Regions from separate parts of the Ovis aries genome. Here region 2 is linked to region 1. A link is a contact called in public Hi-C data. All regions are on one chromosome and are shown on one strand. The core of a region is the stretch at or near the end of the contact, and the rest is flanking DNA. Distances in the headings are between cores, read along the strand shown.

Region 1 (3,275 bases), core at 719-3,218:
TTTAGCCACAAGAGTCTTCTTGCTCTTCCTGGAATATGCCGCGCTCTTTACCGCCTCAGTGCCTTGGCACTGTTCTTCTGTGGGAAACACTTGCCTCCCGTTTGTCACACCCTGGTTCCTTCTGTGTCCTCCACGGGGGGCAAAGAGCCTCAGTGGAATGCATAAATGAGGGGTCTTGGGGTCTAAGTCTTCTGGGTTTGAATCTCAGCTCTGCTGCTTACTAGCTGTGTGACCCTGGGGAAAGGTGCTTAGCTCCTCTGTGCCTTGATTTTCCTATCTGTAAAGAGGGATAGTAAAAGTACTTGTTATCCAAGGTTGCTGAGAGGATTAAATAAAAGTGATCACATTAAATGAGTTAATGCACAAAAAAAGAGTCAAGAGCTGTGGCATCTATAAAACACTTGACTGTGCTATTATTGAGGAGTTCATGGCAACCCACTCTAGTATTCTTGCCTGGAGAACCCCCATGGACAGAGGACCCTGGCGGGTTATAGTCCATGCGGTTGTAGAGTCGGACATGACTGAGCGATTAAGCACAGCACAGCTTAGTGCTATTATCGTCCTTCAGGGAGCACCTTAAATACTCTGAGGAGCCTTTCCTGGCCACCCGCAGACCCCGCCCCCACCCCTCCTCACCCCCCATCTCTCTGTCTGCACCCCTGACACACCACCCCCAGTACATTCCTTGTTTAGGTGTTTATCGTCCACTCTGCCCGCTTCCCTAGACTGTAACTTTCTTGAGGGCAAGGACTTTCCTGAACTGGTATTCTGCAGGTTCTCAATAAATCTTTGTTGAATGGCTATGGAACGAATGGAGGCCAAAGTCCATTGATTCCCACCTTTCCCAGCAGCCCTGAGAGCTAGGTGCTGGCACCCCAGGGCTATGTGTCAAAAACGATGCTCAGGGTTTTTTCTTGGGAGCCTGGGAACCCCAGGCAGGGGGCCTACTTTTAGAAGCCCTGGGGGCATTGGTGGGCACCAATCCTTAGCAGGCGGCAATCAGAGCCTGGAGTCTGGAGTGGGAGACGGTTCGGTCCATCAGTCTCTAGTGGACTACTGATCCTCTCTGTGCCTCCACCTTCTCATATGTAAAACTGAGAATACCAGCTACCTCACAGGGCTGTTAGGAAGATTAAGTGGGATAATATATGTAAAACACAGCTCCCTGCCTGGCTTGGAGTAAAGCTCTCCATATGGTTAGTTATCATTATTGTTGTTGTCAGTGCCATATCTAAGTGTCATTCTTCTGAGCGTGAATGGGGGTGCGCGAGGGACTTGGAGGGTGCAGGGAGTTGAAGACACAGACATAAAGACAATTAGGGGAGAGAAGCGGACTGGAGTCATCGGCTGTGTTTGTATTCATGAGTGCCTCTGTGCGTGCGTGCGTGTGTTTTTGTGCGCGCGTGGGGAGGAGAGGTGGCATGGATCCAAAGGAGAAATCCGGTTCTTCCTCGGAACTCGGTTTTGGGGAGCCCGAGGGACCTGGCTTTCCCTGCGGCAAGGAAGACTGGGAGCTGCCTCCGCCCCGCGCGCGCTCAGCCCAGAGCCCTAGGCCAAACAACCGAGCGTCTCGATTGTGTGTTTCTGGGATTAGGCGGCTGGATGGGGTAGGGGTCGGGGGGCTGACTTGCGCCCGCGCGGCCAGCACGGTTGGTCCAGACTTGGGGAATCCTAGGGCGGGCAGGACCCACTCGCTCCCCGACCGCCCCGCGCCCGGGCCCCGCCGCGCGCTCCGCAGCCTCGGATGCTCCCGGAACGCCCGCGGGTGGGGCCTGCCTTCCGGAGCCGGGTTGGCAGGCGGCGCTGGGGTGGGGGGGGAAGGGCCGCTACTTTCCCAGAGTGGCGGGGCGACGTCAGGCGGAAGGGCGCGGGGCGCGCACGCTTTAAATGGCATTCGCTGTCATCCGAGCTCGCAGCCGTGTGGGCAGGAGCCGGCTATATAAGCGGCGGGCCGGGCCGCCGCCGGGCAGACGGCGACAGCGGCGGCGGCGAGCGCCTCGGAGCAGCGCACCCCGACCCCACCCAGCCCCGGAGCCCCGCGCCCCCCGACGGGCCCGCCCGCCCTCCAGAGGAGCGCCGACCCGGGCCCGTGAGGGCCGCCACCACCCCGCAGCAGATTTGGATCCCCCGCCCGGCGAGCCCCAGGCTGCTGCCTCCCGGGGGGCCCCGGCGCAGCGGCCGCCCCCGGAGAGCCGCGCCGCCCCGCCGGCCGGCCCCGAAGACACCGGCCGCACCATGGCGGCCGCCAAGCCCGGCGAGCTGATGGGCATCTGCTCCAGCTACCAGGCGGTGATGCCGCACTTCGTGTGCCTGGCCGACGAGTTCCCGCAGCCCATGCGGCCGGCCAAGCTGTCCAAGGGCAAGGGCCGGCTGCGGCGGCCGCGCCAGTCGCGTTTCAAGACGCAGCCGGTGACCTTCGACGAGATCCAGGAGGTGGAGGAGGAGGGGGCGTCCCCTATGGAGGAGGAGAAGGCCAAGAAGTCGTTCCTGCAGAGCCTGGAGTGCCTGCGCCGCAGCACGCAGAGCCTGTCGCTGCAGAGGGAGCCGCTCAGCGGCTGCAAACTGAGGAACAGCCTGGACTCCAGCGACTCCGACTCGGCCCTGTGACCGGCGCCGCCCGCAGCCGGGACTCGCGCGCCCAGGCGGCGCGTCGCGACGGACCAGCGTGCGAACCCCGAGGGGGCCCCGCGCCCTGCACCTCGGGGTCCCCCATCAGCCGAGCACCCTGGTTGGGGGACCGCCTGGACCCTCACCCGACTGCGAACTGGTCCGGGCGTCCCGAGCTGAGCTCGCCCCGGGCGGGAGCGCGCGCCGGGGAGCCGGGGCGCCCGGGGAAGGGGGTGCCGCCTTTCTTTGCCCTTGTAAATGTTTATTTTTTAACTCTTCCCAGTACGAACTCTGCTGTGAGTGTGTGCGGGGAGGCGCACCCGCGCTGAGTCGCCGCGGGTCCCCGGGGCTTCGCGGAGAGTCGCTCCACGCCCTTGTCCGATGGTCTGAAACTCCGATTTTTGCACACCGCTCCACCGTACCCACCCCTCCCCGCCACCCCCCGCGCGCACACCCGTTCACACTCACGCCGACCCACTCTCGCTGAACACTTTTATAATTGTTAGGCGCGGCCGATGGGACTTGGGTCGCAGCGCAGCTGGCGCTGTGGCCGGAGGATTGATATTTATTTTTGCATTGCGATGGCTGATGGCGTTTATTTAACGATCTTTTTACCTAGATATGTCTGTGAGGCTCCCGAACGGAGACAAATAAAGTCAATATATTTG
Region 2 (3,194 bases), core at 88-2,587, 55 kb after region 1:
ATTCGGGATCTGGGCTGTGGAATGGGAGGGAGAAAGCAGGGGTAGGATGCAGAGCAGTGGGTACCACCCCCCAGGTCACCCTGAAGGTGGGCGGCATTCCCCACGATATCAAGAGGGGGACTGAAGAGCAGAATTTCATCGCTTTCACTTAATTCACTCATCTAGAAATATCTGTCGCGCACTTTCTATGTGCCTGGAACGGGGGATGTGGTCCTTGCCTACGTGAGTGTCCATCTTAGCTGGGGAGAGGGACGACCGCCAAGTCGGCGTATAGGGTCCGTTTGGGTGTTGGCCACCGCTATGAAGGGGAGAGAAGAGAGTGACAGGGCTGGGAATTCTTTCAGATGCTGAGCAGAGGGAGGGAGGCGGTACAGAGACAGGACACGCTCTGGGCCGCTGGGGAGATGGAGGGCGCAGGGCACGCGGCGGCCTGAGATCACGAGGGGATGCAAAGGAGCAGGAGTAACTTTTTAAGGAACACACCGAGCAGATGGAGGTGTCATGCCTGGGCCACTTGTAAATCACCCATTAAATGTTGTGCTTAAAGATAATCACAAAGGGCCTCGTGGAAGCAAGGAGAATCAGATGTGGTTTGGATTCCAGCTTCTTAACCCACTATCGCCCGGGCGACCCGTTATCTCCTGGAACCTCAGTTTCCTCACCTGTGAAACGAAGAAGAAGAAAGAACACAAATGATCCGTATGTGGAATGAGAGTAGACATAGCTAGAGATTCTGCAGACATCAAACGAGGAAGGGAATGTTATAAACAACTTTATGCCAGTACAGTGAATGTTTAGATACAAAAAGTTCTCTGAAAGGCAAAAGCAGCGAAAATGGATTCAAGGGGGAAAAGAATATTTTAATGCCTTTAATCCCTGAAAGAAGTTTAAAAAAAAAAATCTGATTCTGAGCCCTGTTTCTGGCGCATGGTAGGTAGGTGTCTAACACACACAGCCATTATCATGCACTTATTCCAAACAATGATGTCAATATTTCATCATCTTCAGAAACACCTTACATTATAAGGGGGAAAAAAAATCTGTTTCACCATTAAACTCTCCTATACCTATTCCACCCCCACTAGCATCCAAAGACATCATCTACTTTATCTATTAGGCTCGATACAAAAGACTTTCGCTTGTTACTAAAAATATGCAGCTCGCTTGCCTTGGAAGAGGATGCCCAGAGGAATGTACTGCAGCTTTAGACTGCTTGTAAGTACAAACAAGAGGTTTGGGTGTGCAGAAGCCGGAAGGGTAGCTTATATTATATGTTCCTGCAGCTCCCCACGTCCCATGTGACAGTGACCCAGCAAGGCTCCGTGTTCGGGGATGCGGCTGGGACACGGCGCCACGGCCAGGCTCTGAATGCATTAGCAGTGACCCAGAGTCAGTGGCGTCCAAAAGGACCTTTTCTCCTTCGATCTTGCCAAGATATTCATTTCAAAGAAGGCCCTGGCTCCTTCCGGCAGCCGTTCCCGTCGGTCACGTGCCTCCCCTCACAGGGCTGTGTTGCACAACTGGCTTTCCAAGCAGGGGTCAGGTCTTGTCCCCTTCCTGTCACAGCCTTGCCCAACTGAGGGAAGTTGTTCCAAGCCTGGGCCATGAGCCTTCGATGTGGAGAGCAGGTGGCACGTGTCTGCTGGACCGAGTGGAGGCTGCTTGGGGATGGGAGGGACCCCTGGGGGACCACCTGGCACCAGGCAAGGGGCACCAGAGGGGTGACCCGGGGGCAGGGGCATTGGGGGGATGTGGGGGTGGGGCAAAGCCTTCAGCTCACACTCCGGGGATCACTCGAAGCTGAGGTCCAGGGACCTTCGGATCAGAGAGAGAGACTCAAAGATGGGTGCCAGGGACCCATCCAGTTTCATCCAACTTCCCATTCGTCAGATGGGAAAACTGAGGCCCAGGGAGAAAAAAGGGAGTTGGCCAAGGCAGCACAGTAGGTTCTTTCCAGCCTCCTCCCACGGATGGGGACACAGATACCACATGGGGCCTGGGCCACCTCCGTGGCCTGCAGGGAAGCTTGGCTCAGGGGGCGGCAGAGTGAGCCTGGGAACATGGGTGACTCTGCGGAGGAGGCTGGAAAGGACCCCTGGTGGGCATCGTCCTCAGAAGAGGGGGAGCCTGGGCTGTGGACATGGAGCAACATGGAGGGAGGCCGGCTGTCCCACGGCCCCTGTTTAAAATGGGGAGTGGCTCTGTGGAGCGGGTCCCCAAGGGTACCCCCGCAGCCCTGCACGCTTTTCAGTGGTCACAAAGCCTGCAGCGCCACCAGCCAGAGTCTTTTCAGGGGATCCTCTGCCTTTCTGTTTTCAGGGCAATATCCCAGGAGAACAGAACACGCCCCCAGACTCCGTGAGTTTCGGTCCTGCCAGTGAGGCCCTAAACACTTCTTCCCTGTTTCCTGGGGGGAGCAGCCATCAAGTGGGCCTGCCTCTGCCCACCTCCCATGGTCGTCTGAAGACCACTCAAGATAATGGCAGGAAAGTGCTTTGGGAACCGAAGCGCAGGCCTGCCTAAGAGGTGGTGCTAGTTAATGATTTATGCCTGGGGGTGCTGTGTTTCCTGGCAGGAAGTTGGCAGGAGGGAAGGAGACCACAGTGAGAGATAGGAAAGCTGGAAGCCAGCAGCTGAGTTTCCCAGGGGGTCAACCTGGACAGTTTCCTCGGGCAGGGTCTGTCTCGGGGGGCCCTCGATTTCCAGCTCCCACCCAGAAGAGAGAGGCTACACACCCAGCTACCCACCCGAGTTTCCCAGGGGATCAACCTGGACTGTTTTCCTCGGGCAGGGTCTCTCTTGGGGCGGGGGAGGGCCCTCGATTTCCAGCTCCCACCCACCAGACAGGCTACACACCCAGCAGCCTCTCTCTGTTCAGTTTATTTTATAAATATTTACTGAGCACTTCCCTACCTCCCCGCCCACCAGGCTCCAGCCCAGCACCGGCCTCAGGGCTGAGAACAGGGTTAGGAGCAAAGCCAGGCTCAGCTCCTGCCCTTGCAGGGCGAAGCCTGGTGGGGAGACACACGGCAAACAGGAAATAGAACACAAAGCATGTATGAGTATCAGGATTCTTGTCATTGCTGTGAACATCCAGCTGTCTCCTTCACATCTCCCTTGGACGTCTAAAGGCGTCTCTAACTTAACTTGTCTGAAGCCAAGCACTTCGTTTCGCTCTCCCCCAGGCTTACGAA

Evidence for each region. Hi-C and Micro-C count contacts between places; a contact is called where the count stands out from the background.
Region 2: a Hi-C map of tail adipose tissue shows a contact between it and region 1, with 2.4 times the contacts expected there. The contact joins the enhancer-like site here to the promoter of C15H11orf96 in region 1. A contact is called at or near these places in 3 of 16 Hi-C or Micro-C datasets (mixed tissues, muscle and tail adipose tissue).

Annotation. Positions count from the first base shown.
Region 1 is chr15:72,951,409-72,954,683 of ARS-UI_Ramb_v3.0, forward strand. C15H11orf96 (chromosome 15 C11orf96 homolog) reads left to right here and starts at 1,969. Exons shown (of 1, transcript XM_015101113.4): 1 at 1,969-3,275. The coding sequence starts at 2,236. The coding sequence ends at 2,607.
Region 2 is chr15:73,007,299-73,010,492 of ARS-UI_Ramb_v3.0, forward strand. No RefSeq gene overlaps it. Among named protein-coding and RNA genes, the nearest start is that of C15H11orf96, 56 kb to the left of the region's middle. Within about 2 kb of position 1,338, at least 7 of the 54 cell types and tissues checked have an H3K27ac peak or open chromatin away from gene starts, as enhancers often do. A contact at or near this core is called in tail adipose tissue, where this site is marked.